3 separate regions of the Mus musculus genome follow, and all the other regions are linked to region 2. Evidence: chromatin contacts called from public promoter capture Hi-C data. All regions are on one chromosome and are shown on one strand. The core of a region is the stretch at or near the end of the contact, and the rest is flanking DNA. Distances in the headings are between cores, read along the strand shown.

Evidence for each region. Promoter capture Hi-C pulls out the DNA fragments that hold promoters and counts their contacts.
Region 1: a promoter capture Hi-C map of embryonic stem cells shows a contact between it and region 2, with 3 times the contacts expected there. The contact joins the promoter of Mogat2 here to the promoter of Gdpd5 in region 2. A contact is called at or near these places in 9 of 39 promoter capture datasets (the 3T3-L1 cell line, 3T3-L1-derived adipocytes, the C10 cell line and 5 more), 4 of 15 datasets of contacts at CTCF or cohesin (CD8 T cells, embryonic stem cells, large pre-B cells and 1 more), 43 of 484 Hi-C or Micro-C datasets (the 63-12 cell line, B cells, the C10 cell line and 28 more), 8 of 115 datasets of contacts at active chromatin or transcription factors (the 230-238 cell line, bone marrow-derived dendritic cells, differentiating embryonic stem cells and 5 more) and 3 of 9 other capture datasets (adipose tissue, macrophages and pancreatic islet).
Region 3: a promoter capture Hi-C map of embryonic stem cells shows a contact between it and region 2, with 3 times the contacts expected there. The contact joins the promoter of Tpbgl here to the promoter of Gdpd5 in region 2. A contact is called at or near these places in 7 of 39 promoter capture datasets (embryonic stem cells, fetal liver, hippocampal neurons and 3 more), 2 of 484 Hi-C or Micro-C datasets (the G1E-ER4 cell line and embryonic stem cells) and 1 of 9 other capture datasets (liver).

What each region holds. Positions count from the first base shown.
Region 1 is chr7:99,236,264-99,240,712 of GRCm38.p6, reverse strand. Mogat2 (monoacylglycerol O-acyltransferase 2) reads left to right here and starts at 2,102. Exons shown (of 6, transcript NM_177448.4): 1 at 2,102-2,238. The coding sequence starts at 2,148.
Region 2 is chr7:99,378,671-99,383,781 of GRCm38.p6, reverse strand. It overlaps Gdpd5 (glycerophosphodiester phosphodiesterase domain containing 5), which reads right to left and starts at 2,264. Exons shown (of 18, transcript NM_201352.3): 1 at 1,574-2,264.
Region 3 is chr7:99,624,874-99,629,828 of GRCm38.p6, reverse strand. It overlaps Tpbgl (trophoblast glycoprotein-like), which reads left to right and starts at 2,726. Exons shown (of 1, transcript NM_001195529.1): 1 at 2,726-4,955. The coding sequence starts at 3,181. The coding sequence ends at 4,335.

The DNA.
Region 1 (4,449 bases), core at 853-3,352, 140 kb after region 2:
ATCCCCAGGAGCTGCAGGTGGTTGTGAACAGATGGATGCTGGGAACAGAACCTGAGTCTTCTGCAAGAACAGTAAGCACTCTTGACTACTGACCCGTCTCTTCACCCAAAGGGAAACATTCAGAAGAATGAATAGATGTAGTGATGGGTGGATGTTGTTAGCAATCCTTCTAGGCTCTGCCCACAGTTACCTGGCAACAGCCAGGTATACCTGACTCACTATAAAAAGGGGTGTTTGCCCATTTACTCTCTGACCTTCTTCTCTCTTCCTTCTCTAGCCCTTCTCTCCCTGCTCCTCTCCCCTTCTCTCTCCATGTGTTTGTGGCTGGCTTCTTCTTCTTCTTCTTCTTCTTCTTCTTCTTCTTCTTCTTCTTCTTCTTCTTCTTCTTCTTCTTCTTCTTCTTCTTCTTCTTCTTCTCCTTCTCCTTCTCCTTCTCCTTCTCCTTCTCCTTCTCCTTCTCCTTCTCCTTCTCCTTCTCTTCTTCCTCTTCATTTTCTTCCTCCTTCTCCTCCTCCTCTTCCTCCTCCTCCTCTTCTTTTTCTTCTTCTTCTCCTTCTTCTCTCTCTCTGTCTCTCTCTGTCTCTGCCTTTCTCTGTCTCTACTCCCTAAAATCCCCTCCCTATGCCCTAAACAAACTCTATTCTATACTATACCAGTAGTATGGCTGGTATCTCAGAGGGAAAGGATACCTCAGCATAGGCCTGCAGAGGCACTACCCCTACATCATACTGAGCCTCTGCTAAACATATCCTGGTTCCCTGGTTCTTCTTCTTCTTCTTCTTCTTCTTCTTCTTCTTCTTCTTCTTCTTCTTCTTCTTCTTCTTCTTCTTCTTCTTCTTCTTCTTCTTCTTCAACATAAAACACAACAGGTGTGGCTGGAGGAAAACAATAACTCTAAGGAAACTCTGGCTATAACCTCAGCAACTCAGGAAGTGAAGTTGTCCTTTGCCATGGTGTGAAAGAGTCGAGCTGACCCAGGCAGGGGATGAAAGTTGAGTTCAGTGAGACGTACAAGCTATGATGGATGGTCAAGGAACCACCTGGATCTTCAAGTCTAGACGTGGGGCAGAGAGACAGGAAACAAGCCACCAGCCTGAACACAACCTTCAAGGGGCAAGAGGAATCAAGGATTAGTGGTGTTCACCTCTCATCCCAACTCTTGGGAGGCAGAGACTAGAGGCCAGCTTGATCTACAGTAGGCAGAACAAAGGAGTCCTAGGAAAAGTAGCTTGGGAGCCGAGAGGCAAAAGTGGAGGGAGAGTGTAAGGATCTAAGGTGACTGAGCCTGCTGACCAAAGGAGATGAGCAACCTGACTGTCAGCTTGAACCTGTGAGCAGAGTTTGTGGAATGTTGTAAACGTGTAACGTGTGGAGCTGAGGACCTACACGGTGTGGGGGATGGAAAGACCCTGAACGCAGCCCTGCTGAGTTCTACTGGTTAGTTACAGAGGGAAGGCAGACAGAGGAGATATGGGCACAGGGCTTTCTGATGCCAACTGTCGCAGCTTGTTTGTGAAGGAAGAGCAGAGCAGTGGACCTGTGAGAAAGTGAGGGGATCATTGGGCAGGGCTGAGGGGTCACCACTCCGGTCTCCTTGGGCTGTGGTTCTCAACTTCCTGATGCTGCGACCCCTTAGCACAGTTCCTCATGTTGTGGTGACCCCCCCCCCCAACCATAAACTTATTTGTGTTGTTACTTCATAACTGTAATTGTATTACTGTTATGAATGGTAATGTGAATATCTGATATTCAGGATATCTGATATGCGACCCCTGTGAAAGGATCATTTGACACCCCCTGGGGTCGTGACCCATAGGTTGAGAAGCACTGCCCTTGGGGTTTCACCTCTTTGCGCCCTACCTTGAGCAGATTCTAGAGGGTGGGAATAGTGGTTTGGCAGATAAGGCATTGCCTAAGAGAACTGATAAGGATGAAAGAGGTTTCTCTTCCGCCTTTAGCCTGGTCTAGGCAGAGGGATTACAAGGTACGGGGAAAAAAGGATGTGGCGTGGGCGGAGCAGGAGGGCCCTGGAGCTGGGCTGGGCTGGGCTGGGCTGGGCTGGGGCTGGACTGGGGCTGGCCTGGCCTGGCCCTGCCCCTTCAACCTAGAGCAAAGCCCGTGTGTAGAGCCTCCTGAGCCAGCTCAGCATGGTGGAGTTCGCCCCCCTGTTGGTACCATGGGAGCGCAGGTTACAGACCTTCGCGGTCCTTCAGTGGGTCTTCTCCTTCCTGGCCTTGGGTAAGAGGGTAGCCGCGGGCACACGGGAAGGGCAGGGCAGCCTCAGCGGGAGCACAGGATGCTTAATGGAGAGATTCAGGAGGGGGCTTTGCTGGGGTCTTCCAGAGCCTCGTGTGGGTATGTCTCCCATGTCTTAAGCAGTCTTCAGTTTCCTGGACTTTTGGGACCGCTGCATCCAGGCTTTAGCTGCAAGCTGCTGAGGGCGGGGAAGCACCCGAGGCTGGGTGGCTATGCCTCTGAGAGGGAAGCTCTCCAGTTTACCTTTCGGAAAAAGGGAGCTGGAACTGAGGCCAGGAGAGAAGGGACCGGCCTCTGCTTCCCCAGCTGCATGGTGGGGATGCCAGTGTCACCCTATGGGGGAACTTGTAGAGAAAATGCAGAAAGCTGGGAACTTCTATGAAAGGCAGATCTGACCTGGCTCCTGAGGTGTGGCTCTGTCCCTCTCCACCCTGTAGATGCTCCAGCACCGCTGTGGACCGGGAAGGAAGAGTGGCTGGGAGCACGGGAGGGAGCCTTATCTCCTTTGTTGGTACTAGACTGGGGAAGGACTGCCACCCCAGGACTCAGATTCAGCCCGAGTCCAGATACTACTGCCTGTCAAGACAGTCACATGCTCAGTGCATGCTTCACACACACACACACACACACACACACACACACCCCTCGGGTAACACACGTGTATACGTGTGTATGTGTTCCCACCTCACAATGTTTCATCTATATGGTTTATTCCTGCAAAGTGGGCTTTCCAGGATCACACACCTTTAGCACCCATTTTAAATGGGTCTGTACCTCTGTTCCAGGGTCGGTTACCATTTTAAGTACCCCTGGTAACAACCAAGCAGAGGAATTGCATATTTGAAAGGCCCAGGCTGTGAATCAGGAGCCTGGCAACTGCTCCTTCCAGAGGAAGAAGGGATGGGGGATGGGCAGAGGGCCTGGGAGGAGGTGTGGATACAAGACAGAGATGGCGGGTATAGAAAACAGAGGGCAGGCAACCTAAGCCCAGGGATGGCTTGGGTCAAAGGGCTCCGGAGACCCAGAGCCATGTAGTTTACAGCCACAACCTCACAGGGTCTAATGGACACCAGGCTCGGGTTGCCTCCTGTGTCCTTGAGGACAGGAGTTATGTCTGACTGGGTGAACCTACCCCATCCTTGCAGCCTGGGCCTGGGCCTGCTCTTACATAGACCTGGCAAGACCGAGGAGTGGAGCACAGAAATCAGGGCTCCCCTGAGCCAGGAGAGGACCGACTGGTGCAATTTGAGAAAAGGGTTCTGGGCTCTTTCATGCCAAGAGGGGGAAGTTTTACTTTACCCCTTATCCTGAGGGCAAAGGAGAACAATAGACTCAGCAGGGAAGTGACGAGGTCCAGTCTGGTGTTAAAGGTCCCCTTGCCTGCTGTGTGGGGGATGGGGAGATCAAAGGCGACCAGAGTCTCCACCAGTAGTCAACAAATCAGGGCCAAGACCAGCCCAAATGGTTTTTTTGTTGTTGTTTTAAGTCACAAATTCTGAAATGTCTAAAGTATTTGCTGTCTTGCCTCATTTTTTACCTGGTGATGATGGCGGTGATTTTGGGGCTGAAGGAATGGCCTCAGTGTCTCCAAGGCATGAGGATCTGAGTTTGATCCCCAGAACCTCTGTAAAAAATGTCAGGCATGGTGACACAAACTTGTAATCTTAGCAGAATCAGGAAGACCCCTAGAGCTTGCTGGGGAGGTAGCCTAGCCTAATGGGTGATCTTCAGGCTAGTGAGAGATACTGTCTCAAAAGAAGGTGGAAAGCTTTCCTCTGGCCTTCACACTCATGCATACATGTGGGTGCACACACCCACCCACAGGTGAACATACACACACGTGTCAAAACAGAGAAGTAAGCGGAGGCAGTATGGTGTGTTGCTCACAGACCACTACTTAAGGGAAGTTTTACAGAATAGTGAGGTTTGGGCTGGGGACATGAGTTTGTCAGTGAAGCACTTGCTGCATAAACGTAGGATTAGAGTTTGGATACTGTCTTAGGGTTTCACTGCTGTGAACAGACACCATGACCACAGTAGCTCTTAGAAAAGCATTTAAGTGGGGCTTGCTCACAGTTCAGAGGTTCAGTCCATTGCCATCATGGAGGGAAGCTTGGCAGCGCGCAGGCAGACATGGTGCTGGAGAGGTAGCACTAGGCCTGGCTTGAGCGTCTGATTTGGTGTTGGTGGCCT
Region 2 (5,111 bases), core at 1,015-3,514:
TTGCAGGTGAGACTTCAGAAGGAGGCTTCCCCTAGTCTCCTGCTCTGCCTCACCGGAGGTTCCCAGCTCTTTCCAGCACGCAGTGAAATGAGATCACAGGTGTGAAATTAGTTCATCAAAAAGGGAGCTCTGTTTAGATGCAAGGATTATTATGAGATCTGAATCCTCAGGCAGAGGTGGGGGAGGGGGAATCCCAAGCCCCTTAGACACCTTCTAGGCTGCTCGAACCCCTCCAACCCCAGGAACAGGCTTCTCGTCTTTAAGACCCTGCTCCATCTCCCAGGGGCTTTCCAAGGTAATTTCCCCACACTCCAGGGAGTCCAGCCCAACAAAGGTTAACCAGTTCCAGCCAGGGCCATAGTGCCCAGACCAAGGCCATATGCCACCCCAGCCCCACCCAGAACAAGAGCCCACAGAGTCCGTGCCAAATGCTCTTTCACAATACCCTCTCCTACAAAGATCCCAGGGCAGCGAGCAGGAGGAACTTCTGCCTGGGAATCAAGCACCTGGACTGTGTGTCCCCAGATCCGGCAGCCCTAACCTTAAGACCTGGAGAAGGTCTGCCCTGGGCCATTTTGCACATAGAGACTGGAGTCAGGCTTCTTTGAGCCCCAGTTCCAACCACACACACTCTCTGCAGTCTCATACACGCTTACCTCAACTGCATATTGGGGCTGGGGAAACCCTAGCCACAGACCGAAAAGGTGTGAACTAGGAAGGGGAGCAGACCCCTTGATGGATGTTTGGAAATCTTTCAGGTCTACTTCTCTCTCAACCACTCACTGGCTTTAGGACCTGGGGTCACTGTGCCCCCCACAAGTCTTCAGTGTCCTCATTAATAATGCCAAAGGAAGGTGGCTGAGTTCTGAGGGACCACAGCTCCAGCTTCCACATGGCTGTGTCTTGGGGACCAATATGGTGAGTCCTTTAACAGATAAAGAGTACTTCAGTAACTTGGGGACATTAACTATGGGAAGCAGGTTGTCCCTCCAGCCCGGACCCCGGGAAGAGATCTTTTGGAACAGGGAAGCCCTGCCTTCAACGCAGGTTCACCTTTCCTGGGAGGTGGCATGCCCATGACCCAAGAGTGGCTGGTAAGAAGGACCTCTTCGGCTTCAGGACCAGTGCCTGGATTTCGATGCCCCAGAGGCCCCCACCCTGCCAAGCTCTCACGTGCATGCAGGCTATCCACTTCTTTTCTTCTCCCCTCCCTCTTTGCTCTTTCTCTCTTTATCTTCTCCCTTCTCCCCAGTCTAATCCTCAACATGGAAGGCAGAGGACCTCAACCCTGCCACGCCTCAGTTTCCCCAACTGTCTGCGCCCATAACAATACACAATAGCTTTTATCTCGGGGTTGCTATGAGCTTTGGATAAGGAACGACTTGTGCAAGGGCGGGGCTCGGACCTGCACACAATGGGCACTCAATAAGTGCGGGCTTCTCTCTACTATCTTTCGCGCGCCCTCTCCTAAACAGTTCACTCTCTGCCCGTGTCCCCTCCACGCCCTCCGCTGACCCGGGCCCTGCCTCTAAGGCTCCCGGGACTGCTCCCGCCGCGCATCCGGGGCTCTCACCTGCAACCTCCGCTCGCTGGAGACTGTGGCAGGAGAAGCCCCTGTGTTCCCCTGGGAGCAAGCACCCCAAGATCCTTAACCTAGGGCGGAGAAAGGTGGCAGCTTCGACTCGCCCAGGGGTTCGGTCCGACTGTTCTGCCTGCTTGGGACCCCTCACGGTGCGCTGGACCCGGGCGGTGCCAGTACAGTTTCAAGTCCGGAGCAGTTCGGTCCAAGGCAGCTGAAGATTTGGTTCTCCAGGAGCTGGAGGCCGGTGGGCGTCCCGGCTCCTCTACACTCAAGTCCCAGAGCTGGGGCCACCTTGCGCCGACCAGGGGGCGGAGGACACTCCAGCAGAGATGGGTCAGTATGATGGGGCCGAGAACGTCCCGTCTCGGAACTCCGGATCAAGGCCGGGGCTCGAACGTCCCAGCAGCTCCAGACCACGGGGCTAGGAAAGTCCAGGCGCGGAATGCGGGGCTCGGACAAGCAGGGCAGGGCAGGGCAGGGCAGGCGGAGCGCCAGCGGCCGGAGCAAGGCGAAGAAGTCTGCCCAGGTCCCGACGCCGCTCACTCTGCAAATCTGGGCGGACCTGTGCCGGCAGCGGACTCCAGAGCTCCGGGCCGCCGCTCCACTTCCTCCTCTTACCGGCTCCCCGCTCACCGCTTGCTCAGCCTCGCGCCGCAGCCTCTGCTACTGCCGCTGTCACCCTAGCCGCCCACCCCCACCCGAGCTGCAAACCGAGCCGAGCCGAGCCGAGCCGAGCCGAGCCCTGCCGAGACAGCTCCGGAGCGCCTGCGAGCTTGGCCCCTCCCCTAAAGGGTGGGACCAACAGAAACCCCGCCCCTGGCCGGGCCGGGAGCAAAGGCGGGGCGTGAGAGACACTGCTAGGCCGGTCCCCGGCGCAGTTGGGCAGCAAGAGCCAATGGGAGAGTGGAAGAGGGGTGGAACTCTGCTGAGCGTGGTCTGGTGCCGCTGGAGAAGGACAATGAAAGCTGCGCGTAGCAAGCGAGCCAGCCGCCTGGAGATCAAGATGGTGGGCTCGGGGGCCTGGGTTGACTGTGACTGAGCACGAGGCCAGCAGTGGGAAAGGGCGAAGCATGGAGGAGGCGAGGTTAGGACTGGGATGTCCCTGGATGGCGGAACCTGGGGCGTAGCGTGATACAGCCAGCCTCTTGCTCCTCCCCGCTGCTAGGGCTCCTTGCACTGAGTAGCATTTGGGAGCAGTGCAAGGCTCTGATTTTAGGAAGCGATGCAAAAAAGTTTGTAAAAATAAAAAGCAGATCTGTTTCCCACACTTCCCCTTTCCCAGAGTTCTGCGGCTCAGGGAGGAACGTCGTTATCAGTTTCAAAAATATGAGCGGAGGTGTGTGAGGACAGCTCACTTCGAATCGTGACTTCTGTCGGCTGTGCACCTTCCCCACCCCTCCCTGTCTTTGAAGTATCCAGCGTCCTGTGTGAGGCACCGAACAGGAGTGAAGGGTTTGATATATGAATGAGTGTTGCGAGTGCGCGTGGGCAGGGCTTAAGTCACTAATTGGCTTGGGGAGCCCTAGGATGAGGCAGCCCAGCCCAGGTTCATCTGCAAGCCTCAAATCAATTTTCTGCGTGAAACCCCTTTGTCACTGCTGTGGACCAAGACTGTAGGGGGCGCATGGTGTTTTCCAGATTGCTGTTGCTGGTATAGGATTCTATCCACCAACTCTGTGACATTCCTGGACTAGACTGGCTCTGGAAGATGGCTTTAGCCTCCTAAGGCGATGCCAAGGTCATCCTTGACTACACAGTGAATGGAAGCCAGTGTGAGCCTGTCTCACAAGACATAATAATACCACCTTAAAGAAACTCAAGACACTGCAACTTGACAGTCGAATGAGTGAGGAACCACATGGGCTTAGAAGACCAAAGGAATGGCTTTCCTGACAGAAACAACAGCACTTACAAAGGACACCTCCAGAGATCTCTGCCTCGTATTGGTTAGCAGAGGCTTCCCTGAGCAGGTTACAGGCAAACTGAGGTCAAAAAAAGCTAGCAAGGTTAGTAGGAGTTGACCGTGCTCCTGAGAAATCCTGGCAGCAGTAGAGCAAAAGTCAAAGTGGGAGATTCCAGCGAGGCAGGTAGAAGGGAGTTCAGACTTATCCAAAGGACCAAAGATCTCTTAAGATCCTCCTGAGCCCACAGCCCAGCTGGATGCTGATGAGATCAAACTAGGAGGAGCTTGGAGTTTGGATTCCATTAGCAGAGGGCTGTGAGAAGTTTTCAGCACACTGTCAACATGATGGAGTTCTGTAGGGAAACAAGTGTCCTTAAAACACAGCGCCTAGGGGAGTGGCAAGGGCCTGCCTGAGGATTGAAGCTATCCATATCACACTTGGTAAGGGTGCCAAGATCTCGTATACCTTCCCCTTGGCCAAGAACCGTCAGCCTTCAGTTGTCAGCCCCACGGAGCCCTGAACTCTTAGCCTGCTATTGTAGCTCCTTGTCTTTCCACCTCTTCTCCCCCCCCCCCTCCCTCACACCTCTCTCAGATTCGCTAACAATGAACATCATCCCTACACAGTTCCTCCGAGTGGCTGCCCTTATGGTCCTCCTGGACTGTCGTGAATCCCACCTTGAGTTTATTCCTGCTCCCCTGCAGGACTGAGGTGAGAGTTGGAGAGCCAGTGCTCATCAGCTTGCCTGACTGCTGTGTCCTAGAGCCTTGCCTAGACTCAGTAATTGAGTCACAAATGTCACCTTCTCTGAGATGCCATCCTGAACTCCCAGGCAGCCTTTAGTCTGATTTGCTTACATGGAAGATTCTTTAAGAATGTTCATGCCTCATTTCCCTCCCCCTTCATGGCTGGGAGCTACTCTGTGGATGTATGTCCCCACCCACCATGGCCCTTGAGAGACCTCAGCGTTAGAAGATGAATGAATGAGGTTCTCAGAGTAGAGCTGTCTGGCTGTTAGGACAGCCTCTTCAGGAGGTCAGATGGACAGAATGTCCAAAAGAAAAAAGCTTTTCAGAACACAGCTTCCTCGATGACTCCTGAGGCCCACTTAAGGTCAGCAAGTGGTGAACGGCTGCTCAGGTCTCAAAACACCCACGTTTGCCCTCTGGCTGCCCCTATGGAGGAGAAGGAGTTTTCTGATCTGGGGCAATCTGGCCTTTTGTGGTGAGGGAGGCCACAGAGTGACAGTGGATGATTGGTGGTGGCTTTGTCTGGGAGGCTGTCAGTGCATGGCCTGGCTTGGAAGCCATGCCTGGAGGCTGACAGGAGACAGTAGCCTTCTGTGCACCCCACGGCTCCTGAGAGCCTTGTGCATCTAGCCAGAGCGATCTGCAGATGCCGCTCCGCAGTGTCCGTGCAGAGGGCACTTTGTGTTCTCGTCCTAGATGGACACTCGCTTGCAGGCTGACAGTTATCAGTCACTTTGCATTCCTTCTCTAAATAGGCCACCTTGGTGTATAAACTCTCTTCACTGGATAACTTTGCACTCTGTGCGTGATGGGAAGGCACCGTGCTCGGTGGTGGCAGGGGTGGGGTGGGGATGGGTGGGTACTAAGACTTAACAG
Region 3 (4,955 bases), core at 1,477-3,976, 250 kb before region 2:
GAAATCCAAGCTAGGCATAATGGTACTCTCCTTTAATCCTAGAACTTGAGAGGCAGAGACCAGCAGATCTCTGTGGGTTCACGGCCAGCCTGGTCTACATAGTGAGTTCCAGGCCAGCCATAGCTATATAGCAACACCGTGTCTCAAAACAGAAACAAACAAACCAAAACCCTGAAGCATGGTCCAGGCACACAGCAGCCAGTTAGTCTGCCTGGATGTGATGCAGTGCCTGCCTAGCTCTCAGCTCATGGAAAGGGCCAGCTCACCACCCACAGGCTCCCAGTCACACTGCTGAGGGAGGAATCCTGGGGCCCAGAGGACTATTATGGCAAAGAATCTTTGGAAACCTGAGCTCCAAACCTGGCTGGGAGGAAGCACTTAACCATCCAAGTGAGGGGCTCCGGGTACAGTTATAGATGAAGGATCCTCCGCAAGCTGGCCTCAAGCCAGACTTTCAGGGAAGGTTCATTCCCTGGCTCCTTCTCCATGCTGGGCCCTGAGTTGTGTCCTGACAACACAGGCATCAGATTGATCCAGAGTCCCCAGTACTAATGGTTAAAAAGCCCAAGAGAGTTGTAGTACGCTGGTCATTAAACGGAGCTCCAAACAAAGACAGGAAAACACCATTGCAAAGGAGACAAATAGTCAAAGAGCAGATACTTCCATTGACTGAGTCAGGGAGCAAACACAGCCTCAGCATCAAACAGACAGACATTTATTGAAATACCTACTGGACATAATACACTGGCAACTCCCGAAGGGAGAGAGCCCTTCTTCCAGAGAACACAACAATTCCCTCATTCATACAACACAGAGAACACGACTCCCCTTGCCTAATGATGTCCGTTCTTCTTAAGCTTCTCTTCCCCAGCTGAGGTGTTTAACACCAGTCAATGAAAGCTGCCTGCAACTATGTAACCCCTCTCCCTCGGAGAAGGCAGTCAGCAGCAATGAGAAGGCAGCCACCATGAAAACCGGAGAGGGAGTTTTGGCCTTGGCAGTGGTCTACACTTCCGTAGGGACTGGAGGCAGGTCTCCATGCAGTTAAGTGGGGGAAGCAGGCTGTTCTGGTCACTCATGATTTGAGCACTTGTGCTGTATGAGAAAAGGTACCTGTGACCTCCAAAGGCCAAGGACATAGTCCAGAGCAGGAGAGGGCCCCGTCTGTACGCATTCACTTTCACAAGAGTCTGCAAGCTGCCCCTCTAAGGCTGCAGTTGAACCTGTGTTGGCCCAGTGAGTGAACACTCAAGCACTTTGGTATGCTTCTGACTCTATGGACACATACCAGGTTACACTCAAAGCCGCTATGTACACAGGCACGAATGTGCCTGCATGTGTCTATGTGAGACACATTTGTTTGGAACTGCTGTGTGCAAGCCTCCCGTGCACATGCATGCACATCCAAGTAAGAATAAATTTGATAGACCACACATGGGCATGTGTAAGTCTGTTTGTGTAAAGTTTGCCTTTTTGTGTAGAGGCACACGTGTGTAAACTCAGGTGGCCATGTATACAGACATGTCCAGCTCTAAAAGCTACTACTGTCATCTGCTAGCATCTGGAGGTTATCATGGAGACAGGACTAGGTCAATATGAGCTGAGGGAGTCCAGCAAGATCACCAGCCTGGTCCTTAGTGTTGGTATTTGCCTGAGACCCAGGGAATGCAGGATATGCCTCAGAAAGTGGTTTCAATTTGCTGGTCGATCTTCTAAATGCAACTTCAGGGAAGAAACCAACCAGTAGTCTTCAGTTCAGGAGAAAGAGACTGACTGATGCTTATGGGGAGGAGGGGAGCCTCTATCCCAACCAGCTCTGCCAAGTAAGATACTCGAATGGCCTGCAGATCAAATGTCAGCTTCTCCAACCTGAATAATTCATGCCAAGACCAGGAATGCTCCCTCCTCTGGAGTCTGTCTCTTTAAATCAGGTCTTGAGCTTCTCAATTCTGGAGGAAAAAAAAAGTAAATAAGTAAAACCCAGAAAGAAAGAAAAACAAAACAAAACAAAACAAGCCTATTAACAGCTCAGCCCCCACCTCAGCCCTGGATTTTACCACACCCCCACCCTCCACTACAAAATCAGTTCCTGATTTTCCTGCTCCTAGAGCCCTCTCCCCAACCGGCACACCACTCAATATTGACTGGTAGGGCAATTTGGAGGGGAAGGGGCACAGTATCCTGGCAGTACTCAGTGCTGGGGCGGGGTGGGCAAGCAAAGAGCTGAATCACTCCACCCACCGCTCCCTGAGCCTAGGAGGGGCCCAGCCTGAAAGGTGGAACCAATGGGAGTGGTCTTGGCAGAGGCAGAGCAGCCTGAATTAGGGCGCGGGAGATGTGGGGACAGAGGGTGTTTTAGAACATAGAAGAGGGTCGATAAAAGACTGGACACACAGGACCTGCAGAGTTTTAGACACAGCCTAAGGGAACTGGGTTCGCAAAGGAGACATCCAAGGCTAGGGATTTTCCAGGCTCGCTCCCTTAGCACAGCTCCTTTCCTTGACTACAAGAAGAGTAACTTTGTCAGCCCACCCCTCAGCCCTGCCTCCTTTTCTAGGGACAGCTCTAAACTCTCCCACCTTCTCTGGGTGCACAGATCCACCTGCCAGGTCAGCCCTGAGGGCCCCGCCCCACGTGTGCTTCGGAGGGAGGAGGAAAGAAGCTGCCTAAACGAAGGGGGTGGGGAAAGAAGCAAGTCAGAGCTTGGGGAGCCAAACTTCTCAGCAGCTCGTGAACTAGAGAGCAGGGGAGCAAGAGAGCGCAGCGGCCCTAAGCCTGCATCTCCGGAGCCTCCCACCCCGCCTCCCTTGCGAGGAGGTGCGGAGACTCCGCTGGGGGCGGAGGAGGCGGCCAGGAGGCGGGGAGGGGGAGGCAAACCCTGCCCACTCGGCTCGGAGCCCGGAACAGCCGCGGAAGTCGGAGGCCGGAGCGCAGGGCGACGAGGGCAGCGAGGGCGGGGGGCTCCGCTCCCCGCCTGACCCCTGTAGCCCCCAGCCATCAAAGTGAAGGCTCCTCGGACTTTACAAGCTGGAGGACGGACCGGTCGGAACTGTCAGCTGCTCCGGGTCAAGGTCTAGCCCACAGCCACCTTCCCGTGCCACCCCCATCCCATCATCTCCAAACGCTCCCAATTCACTGGTGAGCGCTGCGGGCCGGGGGCTGGATGCGGGGACGGCCGCGATGGCCCCGCGCGCGGGACAGCGGGGGCTCTGGAGCCCGCTGCCAGGGCTGCTGCTCTTGGCGGCGGCGCTGAGCCGGCCCGCCGCGCCCTGTCCCTTCCAGTGTTACTGCTTCGGCAGCCCCCGGTTAATGTTGCGCTGCGCGTCGGGCGCGGAGCTCCGGCAGCCGCCCCGGGACGTGCCACCCGACGCGCGCAACCTCACCATCGTGGGCGCCAACCTGACCGTGCTGCGCGCCGCAGCCTTCGCGGGAGGGGGCGAGGGGGCGACGGACGGCGTGCGCCTACCGCTCCTTACCGCGCTGCGCCTCACACACAACAACATCGAGGTAGTAGAGGACGGTGCCTTCGACGGGTTGCCCAGCCTGGCGGCACTCGACCTAAGCCACAACCCGCTACGCGCCCTGGGCTACCGCGCCTTTCGCGGGCTGCCTGCGCTGCGCTCACTACAGCTCAATCACGCGCTGGCTCGAGGCAGCCCCGGGATGCTGGATGCACTGGACGCCGCTCTGGCCCCCCTGGCCGAGCTTCGCCTGCTGGGCTTGGTAGGCAACGCGCTGAGCCGCCTGCCACTCGCCGCGCTGCGCCTGCCCCGCCTGGAGCAGCTGGATGCGCGTGTCAACGCGCTGGCCGGCCTGGGCCCGGACGAGCTGAGCGCGCTTGAGCGCGATGGCGACCTGCCCCAGCCGCGCCTGCTGCTGGCGGACAACCCACTGAGCTGTGGGTGCACCTCGCGCCCCCTGCTGGCCTGGCTGCACAACGCCACCGAGCGCGTACCCGACGCGCGCCGCCTGCGCTGCGCTTCCCCGCGCGTACTGTTGGACCGGCCTCTGATAGACCTGGACGAGGCGCGACTAGGTTGCTCCGACGGCGATGCACACGAGAGCGGGGAAGGGATAGACGTCGCCGGCCCGGAGTTGGAAGCCTCTTACGTCTTCTTCGGGCTGGTGCTGGCACTCATCGGCCTCATCTTCCTCATGGTGCTCTACCTAAACCGCCGCGGCATCCAACGCTGGATGCACAATTTGCGCGAGGCCTGCAGAGATCAGATGGAGGGCTACCACTACCGCTACGAGCAGGATGCAGACCCACGCCGCGCGCCTGCTCCGGCCGCCCCTGCCGGCTCCCGGGCCACTTCTCCAGGCTCGGGTCTCTGAGCATCACCTCCCTAGTGGGAGGCTGTTCCTATCAGCTGATGACTTTACTTGGGCCATGCAGCCTTTCTCTGCCTGGCCTGGGCCCCGGAGATAACACACTTACGAGTTTGGATCTCTGAGACCTTTGGATCAATCGTAGTATCTCTCCCATACAGAAATTCCAAGGTGTACTCTTTCCCTGGCCTTAGAGTTTCCAGATCAAAAACCCAGAAATCTGTTTTCAGAAACAAATCCTGCCTGCCGGTCCTTACTGGACCATTGAAATTGAAATTCCTTCTCCCTGTCCAGGCTCACCCAAAGATCCTGCTCTTCCATTTTGAAATCTCTAGCACTTTCTCCACCTTTCTATATGCTTTAAGCCAGACACCCTGGCTAGATTGCACTGACCCCTGCTCCAGGGTAGAAGACCTCAGTCCCTTTCTCAGAGTTCTGGGGGGAGGGGGGGTCTACCCTTCTGGTCTCTTTGGAAGGTTTTTATGAAGTTTGAGCTTTTTGTCCCACCTCAGAACTCTGGGCTCTCCATCATGTAACCCAAATCTGAAGGCTTTCAGTGGTCTCCTCTAATCTGATTTGCTTCATACCCTGGTTCTAGCTCAGGCCCTTCCATTCCTTGCTCTTGG